Linked DNA regions of Neogale vison: all the other regions are linked to region 1. The links are chromatin contacts, called in public Hi-C maps. All regions are on one chromosome and are shown on one strand. The core of a region is the stretch at or near the end of the contact, and the rest is flanking DNA. Distances in the headings are between cores, read along the strand shown. Region 1 overlaps RAD51B (DNA repair protein RAD51 homolog 2). Region 2 has its middle 100 kb from the start of ZFP36L1. Region 3 overlaps RAD51B (DNA repair protein RAD51 homolog 2).

Region 1 (4,684 bases), core at 589-3,088:
AACTATATGGTCAACTAATCTTTGACAAAGCAGGAAAAAATATACAGTGGAAAAAAGACAGTCTCTTCAGTAAATGGTGCTGGGAAAATTGAACAGCTATGTGTAGAAGAATGAAATTTGACCATTCTCTTACACCATACACAAAGATAAACTCAAAATGGATAAAAGACCTCTACGTGAGGCAGGAATCCATCAGAATCCTGGTGGAGAACATAGGCAGTAACCTCTTCGACATAGGCCACAGCAACTTCTTTCAAGATATGTCTCCAAAGACAAAGGAAACAAAAGCGAAATTGAGTTTTTGGGACTTCTTCAAGATCAAAAGCTTCTGCACAGCAAAGGAAACAGTCAACAAAATAAAGAGGCAACCCATGGAATGGGAGAAGATACTTGCAAATGACAGTACAGACGAAGGGCTGATATCCAAGATCTATAAAGAGCTCCTCAAACTCAACACACACAAAACAGATAATCAACATCAAAAAATGGGCAGAAGACATGAAGACACTTCTCCGAAGAAGACATACAAATGGCTAACAGACCCATGAAAAAATGTTTGTCATCATTAGCCATCAGGGAGATTCAAATCAAAACCACACTGAGATACCACCTTACACCAGGTAGAATGGCCAAAATTAACAAGACAGGAAACAACAAGTGTTGGAGAGGATATAGAGAAAGGGGAACCCTCTTACACTGTTGGTGGGAATGCAAGTTGGTGCAGCCACTTTGGAAAACAGTGTGGAGATTCCTTAAGAAATACTCCCCCTTTTCCACTGAGTACCTCTCTTCCCACTCTCTCTTCCTCGTTTCTTTCTCGTCCTCTTCCTCTTTCACAGTGCTCTTGTTTCTTTTCTTTCTTTTCCTTTTCCTCTCTCGCTGTCCACTCTGAAAACATTAATATCTCAAGGTTTGTGTTTCAAACTATTTTCCAAAAATATTTCCTCTTTGGAGTCTAAGAATAAACTTAGAAATGGAGGTAAACAAAAAGGTTGATAGAAAGGGTTAATAATATTAATAATATCAGTGAGAGGTGGAGAATAACAGTAAAGATAAGTGTAAGACAGTTAACTGGAGATAATTAAGAATTGACCTTAGGTTAAAAAAAAAAAAAAAAAGGAAAAAGAAAAAGAAAAGAAAGCATTGACCTTAGAGGGCACCTACCTCATTGCTTGTCTAGACCCAGGAAAGAGGATGTGTACCTCTCTATGGGGCTTGTCTGGCCCCATAGTTTCAAAGCCTGCTTTCATATCTGACTTGTCCAGCTCCTTTTATAAACTGCTTGCCCCATAAGACAATCATTCACTCTTCTTTTTCACAGTACCCACAGGGAAGGACCTAAAAGAGTGAGACCATTCAACTGTATTGTTGAGTTGTGGTCATTTCATTGAGATGAGTTCAAAAGTACACATATTTACGGGCAAAAGTTATCACATAGTTTTTCCACCTAAAGTGGAACATCTGATGCCTGAATAAGTCAGGATTTAGTTTCTGAAATGCTCGTGCCATGGTCTCACCTCTCTGCTGAAATGTAGTAGCAATTCATCGTAGTCCCTGGTCATGGATACCTATTGATACAGTCTGTATGGCTATACAATTTGTCCTCTTTTTCTTAAAGTAAGTTCTATGTCTGGAATAATGCCATTTCTCTACACTAAAAACATTAGCTCGTCTTACAGCTAACATAAGCTGAAAATTAGAGGTGCCTGGGGGAGGGAAATGAGGCAGGTGGATTGTTTATATGAGTGCTATAGTTTCACTTTTTATGCACCAGTCACCTTGGAAGAATTAATGCCCTGTAAGTGTGCCAATCAGATTGCTCCAGTCATCTCTAAACATTCCATTTAGTTTATTAGAATAATAAATACTGTGCAAAGAAAGTTCATCTGGATCCAGGACATTATACTGTGGTCAAGCTATATATGTGCTGCACCTTCCCTCTGACTAGACTGGGTCAGATGACCCACTGAATTTGACAAATGCCTCTAGATTTACCCTATTTTGGCATGGAATTTGTGGACTGGTTTCTGGATGTATAGCCCTCATAACTGAAGTTACACCACCTTTGTAATCCATCCTGGCCAATGTTGGTGGCCATTTCCCTGGCCATTTCTGACACGCCCCTCAACATTTGATGCTGCAAAGTGTTCTCTGTGGAGAGGATAAGAGGTGTCTCTTCATTGTGCCAGAAAGATTTGGGTACCTGAAGTCCCCTTTTTGATGTATCACGTAGTCCACTAAATGTTTCATCTGATTTGATGACTGTGACTCTGGATTACTTTTAGTTGGGAAGGTCTCAGTGCTTGTGTCTGGCTCTCAGTCCTCTCCATAGTGTATCCCTTCTCCTCCTGGTCACAGCTGTTCCCCAGCGATACCTCTTCTGTTCTCAGGGAAATGGGCCTGGAAAGCACACTGCTCAGTCATTTTACTTTGGTTATAATGACTTGATTTTCCTCCCAAGCCCTTTTCCTTCTCTTTAGCGTCCTTTTTCTCTGCAGTCAGTTCACCATCCTGGTGTGTTTCCAAGGCCTGGGTCAAATCCCACCACCTACTGTCTTAATCCTTCACCAGCCTCTCTTGCCACTACACTTCTACAGATCTGACAGTTTGTACAAAAAGATAAACTTTGGCACAGGAAGCAGCCTAATAGAGTTCCATTAAGTACTAAAGTTATCAGCATAAAATCTGGTTCTATTCACGTAAGATATATTAAAGAGATTAAAAGTAATTGATATTTCTAAGAACGAAGTTCATATGTAACGTTTTATTGCTAGGGATATAGGATCTAAGGGAAAGCAAGAAAATCTGAAACTGAAAAAAAAAATTACAAAATGATCAATGCACCAGTCCAACTAATTGCAACATTCAGTACAAAAGGAAAGATGTCCCAGTGTCTAACAATGGAATAATGTCTAGTTCAACTATAGTATACACACTTAATACACTGTGCATTTATTGATAATAATTTCAAATTAAATGATTTTTAAAGATTATGCATTGATAAGAATTTTTGTAGAATGGTAAGCAATAAAAGCAGAATACAAAATTATACAGTTGTGTATATATGAATCAAGATGAGAGGGGAATATGGATAAATGAAAACATTTGTTAAGGTTATGGGATTGGTAATTTTTTGGGAAAGATTCCCATTATAGATACTATAAAACCCTAAATTTTATATCTATAGATATAGTAAGATTTTAACATGTTTTCTGTGATGATTTTTGGCCTCCTAACTTAATTATAAGCACTGTAGAAGTAGAGTCTGTGTCTTTTGTTTCTTTTATACTTCATGTTTTTGAAAAAGTAAATTGCTGTGTAGAAAGAGTAAATTGCCACTATGGAAAACAGTATAGTGGTTCCTCAAAAAAATTAAAAATAGAACTACTGCATGATCTAGCAAATCCACTTCTGGATATTTATCCAGAGGAAATGAAATCACGGTCTCAAAGAGACACCTGCGCCCCCATGTTCACTGCAGCATTATTTGCAATTGGCAAGACATGGAAATAACCCAAGTCTCCACCTATGGGTAAACAGATGAAGAAGATATGTTATATTCATGTGATGGAATATTACTGATTCATAAAAAAGAATGAAATCTTGCTGTTTGCAACAACATGGGTGGACCTTGATGGCATTATGCTAAGTGAAATAAAACAGACAAAGACAAATACCATATGATCTCTCTTATATGTGGAATTAAACAACAACAGTGATAAACACAACAAACTCCTAGAGCCAGAGAACAAATTTAGTGATTGCCAGAGTTTGGGGGTGTGGCGGTGAGAAGGGAAGAGAAATGGGTGATAGGGTCAAGAAAAAAGAAAAACTCCTTTAAAAAAAGTAATAAGGTGTGCCCGGGTGGCTCAGTCAGTTGAGCATTTGCCTTCAGGTCAGGTCATGATCTCAGGGTCCTGGGATTGAGCCCCACATCAGGCTCACATCAGGGGACCATGACTCTGGCTGAGATCATGATGAAAGCCAAAGGCAGCTGCTTAAGCAGTTGAGGTACGCAGGCGCCCCTAAATGTTACTTTTAGATGCATGTGAATGAATTTTTCAGCGTTGGAAATCACATTTAGAGGAAGCTGGAGGATTTTAGGAAGTTGTGGATGTTGGTCTTTCCTCACTCAATCTTTCTTCCATCCAGCCTGTCTGCTTGCTTTCTCGTTTGAAAACACTGAACAAAATGCAAAGAAAAGGAGGATGGTTTCAAAACGCAGAGCACAGATAGAATTCTTAAAAGGCCTTTGCTAGGTTCATCACCTGTGATTTAGTAAGAAGGCACTTGCCTTTTTTGAGGGACTGGAGAATTGGACAAGGTCAAGAATGCCAGTTGTTATTTGACAATATGGTTATAAATGGCTCTGTTTTCATATGATTCCAAGTACAATGAAGTATAGACCGGAGGATGAGCACAGGTCTGTGGGAGGTACGTGCACAGGGCACCAGTGTATTGTTTACATTAGCATTCAGGTCAACTCAAAGAAGCTGGCAACACATTTTATAAAATTAAATTCTCTTAGTCATCCTAGAAAATTTTGGTAAGCAGTCAGTGATTACATTTATTTTAGTCTTTTTGTTTGTTTGTTTGTTTGTTTTGTAGTTAGATATTTTCCAGTGGGTATTTGTACCAGAAATTTCTGAAAAAATAAATCATATAGCTGAAAATTGGTAACATT
Region 2 (4,684 bases), core at 1,008-3,507, 400 kb after region 1:
AAGTGAGGGGAATGACACTGGCCCTGTGATGTAGTGCTGGGCTCCTACTGACCTTCTGAAGCTCCCTCGGGAGGGTCAGGTGTTCCCAGACAATGGACCACAGATCACTGGAGCTGGGGAAAACAAAACAGCAGGTAACAGAGACTACTGTACCGCCTTTGATCTGTTCCCCTGTCATGGACATTTGGGTTGTTTCTACTTTCTGGCTATTGTGGATAATGCTACTCTGAACATGGAAGTACAAATGTCTGCTCAAGTCCTTGCTTTCATTTCTCCTGGGCATATGCCCAGGAGTGGAATTGCACAGAGAAATTTTTTAAAAAGACAAAAACAGGGGCGCCCGGGTGGCTCAGTCGGTTAAGTGTCTACCTTCAGCTCAGATCACGACCCCAGGGTCCTGGGCTAGAGCCCCACATTGGGCTCTCAGCTAAGTGGAGAGCCTGCTTTTCCCTCTCTCTCTGCTGCTCCCCACCCCTACCCTGTTTGTGCCCTGTCTCTCTCTATCTCAAATAAATAAGATCTTTTTAAAAAGGACAAAAGCGTTGTGCCTCAAAAGAGATGTCAATGTGCTCATATTGCAATCCTGTATGGAGAACAGACACTTTAATAAATTGGGGGCATCTGGGAGGCTCAGTCGGTTGAGCCTCTGCCTTCAGCTCAGTTCATGGTCTCCAGGTCCTAGAATGGAGCCCCACTACAGGCTCTCTGCCCAGCAGGGAGCCTGCTTACCCCCCCTCTCTCTCTGCCTGCCTCTCTGCCTACTTGTGACTTCTCTTTCTGTCAAATAAATAAAAAATCTTAAAAAAAAAAACATGAGCTACCCTAAGTTTTAAGTAAGAGGGCTAAGGAAGCATGGAAGGGAAGCCAGCAGGCTCCTGGATCAATCTGGGAAGGCTTCACAGAGGAGATGAAATTTGAGCTGGATTCTGATAGGTGGCTAGGAGTTTGGCTGACAGAAAAAAATGGAGAAGGATAAGGGGGAAAACACAACTCTTTTTTTAAAATAGTAGATAAGGGTGCCTGAGTGGCTCAGTGGGTTAAGCCTCTGCCTTCAGCTCAGGTCATGATCTCAGGGTCCTGGGATTGAGGCCCACATCGGGCTCTCTGCTCAGCAGGGAGCTTGCTTCCCCTCTCTATCTCTGTCTGCCTACTTGTGACCTCTCTCTCTGTCAAAAAAATAAATAAAATCTTTTAAAAAAATAAAAGATTTTTAAAAATTAAAAAAACAGTAGACAAATGCTAAATGAACATGTACTTTGATCCAGCAACTTCACTCCTCAGAATTTCCTGGCAGATATCTTCGTACATGTCCCCCCAAGGAAGACATCCAAAGACCCTCGCTACGGCAATGTTTGTAAGATTCTAACCTGGAAGCAGCCCCGAGCCCATTATGAGGAGCTGGTTAAATAAACCGTGGTTCAGCCATACCACAAATTAATATGCAACCATTAAAAAGACCGAAGGGGGTCTCCCTGTGCTGATACTGCAAGAATTCCAGACTTACTTTTAACTTAAAAAAAAAAAAAAAAAGATGTCAGTGTATACCCAAATTCTTTCCCTGGAAGGATACACAAACTGTTAAGAATTATTACCTTCGGGAGGAACAACTGCGGTTTGAGGGAAGAAAAACTGAAGTTTCATGTGATACCATCCCTGCTTTTTTTTTTTTAAAGTCATATGCACATATTGCATTAAAAGAAATGTTAACACGACTCTCAGGGTGATAGGATTATGGGGTGTTTTTCCTCTTTATGCTTTCCTTATTTAAAATATTTTAAAGAGGAAAGCAGTTATTTTTCTGTAATGATTTCGTCCCAATGGCTCCTGGAGGCAAGAGGACGGAGTAGATACTTAAAGGGCCAGGCTCCTTAAGGAGTTTGTCTTAGAAGTTTGCCAGGATTCCTTTCAAGACAAAATGGTGTTCTCCCATTCTGGAGAGAGAAACTGAGGAGCAGGGATAAGAGAAAAGGATCAAAAATCCAGGGCAAGGAAAGCGTAGAGCCAGGGCAGGTCCCCGGAGCTCCTGCCTCGTCGAGGTAGGGCATCTCCAGCTCCTTGGCAGGGTCTGCACCCCTCAGGGGACCCAGGGCTCCGGGACAGAGACCCAGCCACACAGGGTTAATGCGGGTGCCGCGCTTCGTTGAGCATGGTGGAGAAGGAGAGCAGGGGCCGAGCGCGGAGGGGCCCGGCCCAGCCCGGCTCCAGGCTGCATTAATAAAATGCAGGTGTTTTCACAGTGGCCGTACAGAGCAGGGAAGGGTATCCACGGCAGCGGGCATGTAGAAATACAGAAACAAGAGCCGAGTGTGGTGGAGAAAAATGTGCCTGCGAATAATGAGAAAGCATTTTGGAAAGGGGGCTGACTTTGGGGTTAGGTGGAATGCAGCAGTTTCTGGCACAGGCCTACCCAATAGCTGTGTGTGTGTGTGTGTGTGTGTGTGTGTACACAGGCTCCTGCCTCCTGCACACACAAAGGCAGGCACACTCATCCACCCACCATCACCGCTGCCACCACAGATCTTTCTCCCAGCAACACCTCAGACAACACAAATTTGGCCTTTGACCAGGGAATCGTTCTGACATTTCCCCCAGCCCCTGTGGTCAGCCTTTTCCCGCCTGCCCTCCTCTCTTCGGACCCACCTACCCCCTCTTTTTCCCTCATCTTTCCCTTTGTCTGTGGGGTCTTCAGTGGACTGTATCTCCAGTTGGCCTGCCCGGATTTCTTAATCCCCCTTGGCTCTGCTTCCAGGCAGGCATTTCGTGAGCCCGACTCCCCACCCCCACCCCCTTTCCCAAGCCCCTCCTTCCCTGCAGCTGGGAAGGAGGCAAGAACAACATAGTGCCTCCGCCCTGGGCTTCTAGAAGACCATGGAAGCTTGCTAGCTCGGGTATTCCGGCTCCTGCTGCTTCAGTCCTGCTGAAATGCTCCAGTCATTTCATTTCTTTTAATCCGGAGACTAAAGGTGATTACTACAGAGAGAGGCATGACAAAGCAGTACAGGGAAGACTCCCTCCTCTTGGCCACCGCAAGGGCAGGACAGGAACTTGGAGGTGGGCAGAAGCTCCCTGGGAGCTGGGCCTGGTCCTTCGCCCCTCCTCCCTCCTATCTCTCGGGGTAGGGAGTGGCAGAGAGAAAAATCCCCGCTTTGCTCCTGCCTTCCAGGGGCTTTCAGCTTGCCCTGAGTTCAAAGAGCTTAAAGTGAGTCATTTCTGTGATTTATTTCGTTGACTCCTTGTCTGAGACCTAGCCTAGATCTGCAATTGTAAGCATGTTGTTCTAACACAGGGAAAGGCTTTGGGAGATCCTGGCCACCCTCGGAGGCCCTGCATGGCCCAAGGTGGGCTGGTGCCTGATTGGGAGGTGAGATTCCTCCAAATGGACATGGGTTCTCCATTCCCCTTGATGAGGGAGGGACTGGGTTGAGTTGGGTTGAGGGCTCCAAAAAGGCCTCTGTCACTGGCTGCTAAACTCACCCTGAGCATCTCTGCAGGCAAACCCCCCGCCCAGCCCACTGAGGCAGGATCTGCGTGGGGCAATGGTCCGTCCAGCTGCACTATGAATGTGTTCCCCAGAATTCAAGGTCAAGACGGGGAAAGAGGGTGACAAGAGCCTGTCAGCTGTTGTCCATCCTGGCCTGTCTGAAATGGGGGGCACCAAGCTCTAAAGGGTCAGGTTCTTAATTTTTCCGCTCCCATCCTCCACCAACCGCCTACCTCCCGGCGCCAAAACAACACGCAAGAGAAAACAGAGCAGGCGGAGCAGGGCTGGGAAGGCAGCAACCAAGCAGTCTCCTGCGTGTCCCCACCCACAGCCCAGGGCCGGTGGCCCCTTGGAGGAGGCAGGACTGGCCATCGGCTGCGGGTGCTAGGCTCCAGAAGTGCTAGGGAATCCCACTGTAGAGTTACCCGAAGGCTTGTCCCAGCTTCAGATCGGAGCCTTCTGCCTGACCCATCAGACCAAGACACAGACTTGTCACCTGGGGGGAGAGCAGTGGAAACCATCCTGAAATCCAGGACTCAGGGTCACCTCAGCGGCACCAAGTGACCTCAGGGCCTTGTGTCCCCATACTCAGCCTTTCCTCCCTTCTGGAATGGGATGGTGGAAGGTGCATATCCCCAGAGCCCCACCCCCTGCCTGAAAATTGCATGGAGCCCTCAGCCCGCTCTGTGACACAGAGGGCCATGAAGAGCAGATGTTTCTAATGAAAGGCCCAGACCAGGGCCCCGGAGGCCACCACAGGCAAGCCACCCCACCGGGCTCCCATGGAAGGGCTGCAGCCCCAGGCCTCTGAGAGCAGGAGCTACCCAGGGAGGGAGACCCACAGTCTCTTGAATTCTCAGCTTCTTTCAGGAAATTGCGTGGTTGGCCCTTGGCTTTCTCCTCTGTGGCGCCCCGACTCCGTTTCCACAGCAACCGCCTCCCCATCCTCAGGAGCCTCTCCCCGGCCACTCCCTCCCCCCACCAACCCCGCTCCACCGCCCCCCACCCCCCGCGTCTCATCTGTCTGGGTGGGAACCGGGATTAGGGTTGGTCGGGGACAGGGATGCTTTTCCCAGGGCCGCCGTGCCTTCGTGGTCTCTTAGCGGCCACTCGGCCCCGGCCCCAGGCCTTTCAAGTGCCCCAGACTTAATGAGTGGTCCTGGGTTTCCTCCTCTTTCCTTTCTCGGCCTCCAATAAAGCCGG
Region 3 (4,684 bases), core at 583-3,082, 290 kb before region 1:
TAGTCTGAATCTGAAGCCGCATTAACTGTTTGCTCTTCCAGGCTGAAGGACAAATTTGTAATCCTGAGTATATTGCATAATGGTGACATAATTGAGGGTGTAGGCTTATCCTTTAGAACACTGCCCCTGAGAGAGACTTGTGTTCAGTACATAATGTAAAGATATTTTAATATGGTTGTGAAACTCTTTGCTATCAAATAGCAGGAGAATCTCATTCATTTTGTGTGTAATTTGCTTTGTAGATGATGTTGTCCTTCAGTAGACAACAACTGATGCCTCCGTGTCTGATTGGTATCTATGGTTAAGTATAGCTCAAATACTAGTGAATTAAACTTCCATGTGATAATGTGTTTTTCCAGATGAAGGAATCAGCACTCTGTCAAGTGCTTGTCAAGCATTTGACAATTTCAGTGCCATCTAAGATGTGTATTTAGATTGTGGTGAGGTGAGGTAGTGACTGTTATATTGATTTGTAGTCTAGGGAGATAATTGATAACCTTGGTCCCTAGGGCCGGGGACAGGAAGTCTATCACTAAAGAAAGATAATAATCCACAGAGCAGTATTCATTGTTGACCAGCTCTGACAGTGAAACATTAAGACATTCGGGCTCTAATTTGAAAGAGTAGTTGAAAAATAATTATTTGACAGATTCTATACCTATTACTCTGCTAGGTACTGTGAAGTTAGAGTAAATAAGACATAATTCCTGATCTTGAGGTACTTTCATATGGAGGAAGATATATAGACAGATCCTTTTTTCATTCATTGAGGTAAGGACTTTACTCTTTTTTTCTCCCCATTATGGAAGCATACACAAGGGGAGGGTGGATTACTAAATACATTTGAAAACTATATAAGCTGCAGTAAAAACTATTTTTATAAAACTCAAGAATAAAATAATTGCAGAATTCAGGATAGTGATGACCAATTCAAGGGAAGCAGGAAGATGGGAATTCAGGAAGGGCCCATGTGTAATTTGATTGGGACTAGGAATATTCTAATTCATAAACTGGGTGATGGGTTCATAGGTATATATTTTTTCATTATGCATCATAACTTACATAGTATATATATTCTTTTGTATCTATAGTATTATGTAATTTTTAAAAAATCAAGATATTTAAGCAAACATTTCCAAGTCTTAATTTATTAAAAGCTTTACTTAGGATAAGTTATGGGAGAAAAATCAAACTCAACCAAACTACTGCTCTATCTACTGTCTATTCATCTATCCATCCTTCTATCCGTTTTATACTTCAGTTTTTGAAACACGATAAAAATAATATAGAAGTCTTTTCCCATGACCTGAATGTCCTATTTCCCTGCCCCCCCTCAAGTTCCATGTACTCTGTCTAGAACCTGTTTTATAGGTCAAAAGGATTTGGTCTGGGCTGGCCAGCCAGACATTGAAGTATTCATTACCTGTGTGTGTGTGTGTTTAATGATGTTTGTGCATGGCTTAGCTAGGGATTTTGAAATTTTTGTAGGGTTTTCTATTTGCTGGGTGGTTTTAGAATTGAGGGTCATCAGTAAGAAAAAAAAAACAAAGAAAAATACTATTTCGTCTTTCATCTATGTCCCATATTATACAAATGTTCTCTGAAAATAGCACCAATTTTCTGGGAAAGGTCATGACTAAGACTTTTCTCACCCTTTACCCCTACTCTCCAATTCATGTTTCCTTCTTGTAACATGGTCATGTGGTCACCCAAGTCTGGCTTATGAACCGTGTAGAATATTTGTGCAGTTTTGTTTTTTAAGCCCTACACTGTGCACATGATGCACTATTTAATTTGGAATGAGCTCTGAGTTTAGTCACACGTGCTTCTTGTGGTGTTTATCTTGGAATCCACAAGTAGGAGGGAAGTATTTTTGCTTTTTATACATCTGGACATTGTTCTGGTCCTCCTGTAACTTGGGAATTCTGTGTGGGGCAAAATCCAAAGAACAGTATTAAAAATAACGTAGAGTTATAATGACATCTGAGTAAAAACCCTTGAGAATACTCTTCTGATCCCAGCAGAGTTTGATTTTGATCGTGAACTTTCTCAATTGTGTGGTTCACTGTTTGGCTTGAGTAGATTGCTGGAATTACAAGGTTAGCTAACACCTTTGTATGTAGGCTAAAGGGCTGCCAGACTTTCTGAAAGTCTACAGCAGATCTGGCTTTCTGGAGGGAAGATTGTGCCTTGGTTTTGCATGGGTAAGATAGGTAGAATCAATCCTGCTCTTGTTGCCGTGACTCTGCCAGTCTCTTGCTCCACAAGCAGCTTAAGAGATCTGTGAGAGTCTTTTCCATTGGCTCCCTGACTGCCTCATTCCATCTAACTTAGAACTAAAAGGTTAGTCCGAGACCACCTCAGCCCTTGTGAGGACCGGGGAGGGTAGGGGGAGGGTGTCTAGTAACCTTATCTTTCTCCTAATTACATATAAGAAGTTGTTGTTTTAAACACGATTGGACATGGGCTAGCACAGCACCTCCTCCTTTTGGCTGGGGGTCTGCTAGGCTGGAAAATGTGGGAAGGGATGTATGGGAGCATTTGAGTGAGTTTGCATATGGACAGTATTGCTTTTTGGCCCCAATCTAGTTTTCTTTCATTCCCACGTCTCATCTTTTATGCAGCTGCAGAGAGCAGGCTGGGAAAGCAGACTGAAAGCTTCAAACAGATTTGCACTTGAATAAAAGAAAGAGTGATTTCTCTTGTTCAGAGTACAGACCAGTTTGAGGAGAAATCTATTTGCTTTTTCACTTTCTGAGTAAGGACTGTTTGCTTTTTCCCCTTCAAATGTAATAAAGAGGAGGGGTAGCTAATAAAGTGGTTAGAACTTGCCGGTTATAATTCATATAGAATTTTTAAATGTGCTTAATAAGGTTTCTCATACAATTATAAAAGAAGTAAATAATTGGAGGGCAAAGGTCAACAGTCTGTTGAGGTTTTAGAATCAGTTGAATATGAGGTGGTTTGAGCACTGGGATAAGACAACTCAAGTAGGGACTATTTCTTATTGCTGGGTTATTTGGCCTTTCCTTTGGGAATTTTTTTCTCTTTACTTTCGTAATGCATTTTGCAACTTTTAGTTAAAAAAAAATCCATCAAAGTTTAAACTTTTAGCAAATAAACACATTCTGGTTTTATGATGGGAATCACAACATAGCAAAGAATGGCTTGACTTCAGCTGGAGAGAGGTTAATAGTAGGAACTCCAAGGGTTGATATCAAGATCATGCTTGTTTAATGTTTTAATGACTCCAGAAGGAAATGGTGAAATCTGCTGATGACACCAAATTGCTTTTGCTGATCCAAACAGGGATTTCTGGGAAACTTCTTCAGAGTATTTGGAATAGTGGAAGAATTGGGCAATGTGCTGTCAGACACACCAAACTTGAAGTGAAGGTTTACGTGAAGTAGCAGGAGTAATACCAATATACTGAAGTCCCAAGGCCTGCCAAGTTTTCTAAGAGGAAGACTATGAAATCCCAATAAAGGATTTGGTTTGATTCCTCTTGTGAAAGGAAGACTTAGGACAAAAGACACTTTGATATGTAAAAAAATAAAAACCTCCATAGCAGTAGTTGTAATTTTAAAGTGTAGTGATATAAAAATATAATGTCTGAGTTTCTTTTTCTTTTTTTAATGACAAGCTGTTTCCCTTAAAATGGTCACAGAAGATTATATACTCATTTTCTGCATGCTTCTTTCTTTTTGTGGGGAGAAGCTTCTAGTACATTCTTCTAACTGTTTTCTGTGGTAGCACGTCTTCATTTTGGGGATTATTTTTGATTTTTGATATAGCCAGTTGTCATTTAGAATCCAGTGTGATGAATAAGGGGAGTGATCAGATGAAGTAACTTTTAATTATAAAGTACAAAAACTGATTTCTTTATATTACTTCAGCAATTTCTGAAGTAAATTACCGATGAGAAATTGCAAAAAATATTTGTGTAATAGTATTTGAATAATCTTTTTTTTTAATCTTTAGATGCACTGCTTTGTTTCTCCCCCCAGGTTTATGGAGGTATAATTGACAGAGTTATATGAATTTAAGATGTGGAATGTAACAATTTGGTATATGTATACATTGTGAAATGATTACCCCAGTCAAGTAACACTCATCATCTCACATAGTTACTATTTTTGTGTGTGTATTGAAAATGTTCAAGATTTGTTCTCAGTGAATTTCATGTATACAGTACAGTACTGTTAAATATAGTCATCACGCTGTACATTAGATCTCTAGAACTTACTCATAACTGAAGGTTTGTGCCCTCTGACTAGCATTTCTCCATTTTCCCCACCCCAGCCCCTGCTAACTGCATTCTACTTTCTTTTTCTGTGAGTTTGACTTTTTTAGATTTTTTTTTTTTTTTTTACTTTTTTAGATTCTATATATCAGTGAGATCATACAGTATTTGCATTTCTCTGTCTGGCTTATTTCACTTAATGTAATATCCCCCTGATTTTGTTGTTGCAAATGGAAGGATTTCCTTTAGAATAAGATCTTGGTTGATTGATTTCACAAACGTCATTTAACTTACTATCATTGTATGTATAACATATATGTATAACTTACATGTCATTTAGATGCTTCTTAAAACATCCATTTCATTACATTTTAAATATATCATGTTAATAAGCGACCTTCTGTTTTGACAATTTTAGAGATCTGTGACCCCAGATATACT

What was found. Hi-C and Micro-C count contacts between places; a contact is called where the count stands out from the background.
Region 2: a Hi-C map of fibroblasts shows a contact between it and region 1, with 8 times the contacts expected there. The contact joins two enhancer-like sites. A contact is called at or near these places in 2 of 3 Hi-C or Micro-C datasets (fibroblasts and muscle).
Region 3: a Hi-C map of muscle shows a contact between it and region 1, with 5 times the contacts expected there. The contact joins two enhancer-like sites. A contact is called at or near these places in 2 of 3 Hi-C or Micro-C datasets (fibroblasts and muscle).

The regions. Positions count from the first base shown.
Region 1 is chr13:33,016,810-33,021,493 of ASM_NN_V1, reverse strand. The region is part of intron 7 of RAD51B (DNA repair protein RAD51 homolog 2); the gene reads left to right. Among named protein-coding and RNA genes, the nearest start is that of RAD51B, 380 kb to the left of the region's middle. Within about 2 kb of position 1,838, the one cell type or tissue checked has open chromatin away from gene starts, as enhancers often do. A contact at or near this core is called in fibroblasts, where this site is marked.
Region 2 is chr13:32,621,299-32,625,982 of ASM_NN_V1, reverse strand. No RefSeq gene overlaps it. Among named protein-coding and RNA genes, the nearest start is that of ZFP36L1, 100 kb to the right of the region's middle. Within about 2 kb of position 2,257, the one cell type or tissue checked has open chromatin away from gene starts, as enhancers often do. A contact at or near this core is called in fibroblasts, where this site is marked.
Region 3 is chr13:33,303,114-33,307,797 of ASM_NN_V1, reverse strand. All of the region lies in intron 7 of RAD51B (DNA repair protein RAD51 homolog 2), which reads left to right. Among named protein-coding and RNA genes, the nearest start is that of RAD51B, 94 kb to the left of the region's middle. Within about 2 kb of position 1,832, the one cell type or tissue checked has open chromatin away from gene starts, as enhancers often do. A contact at or near this core is called in fibroblasts, where this site is marked.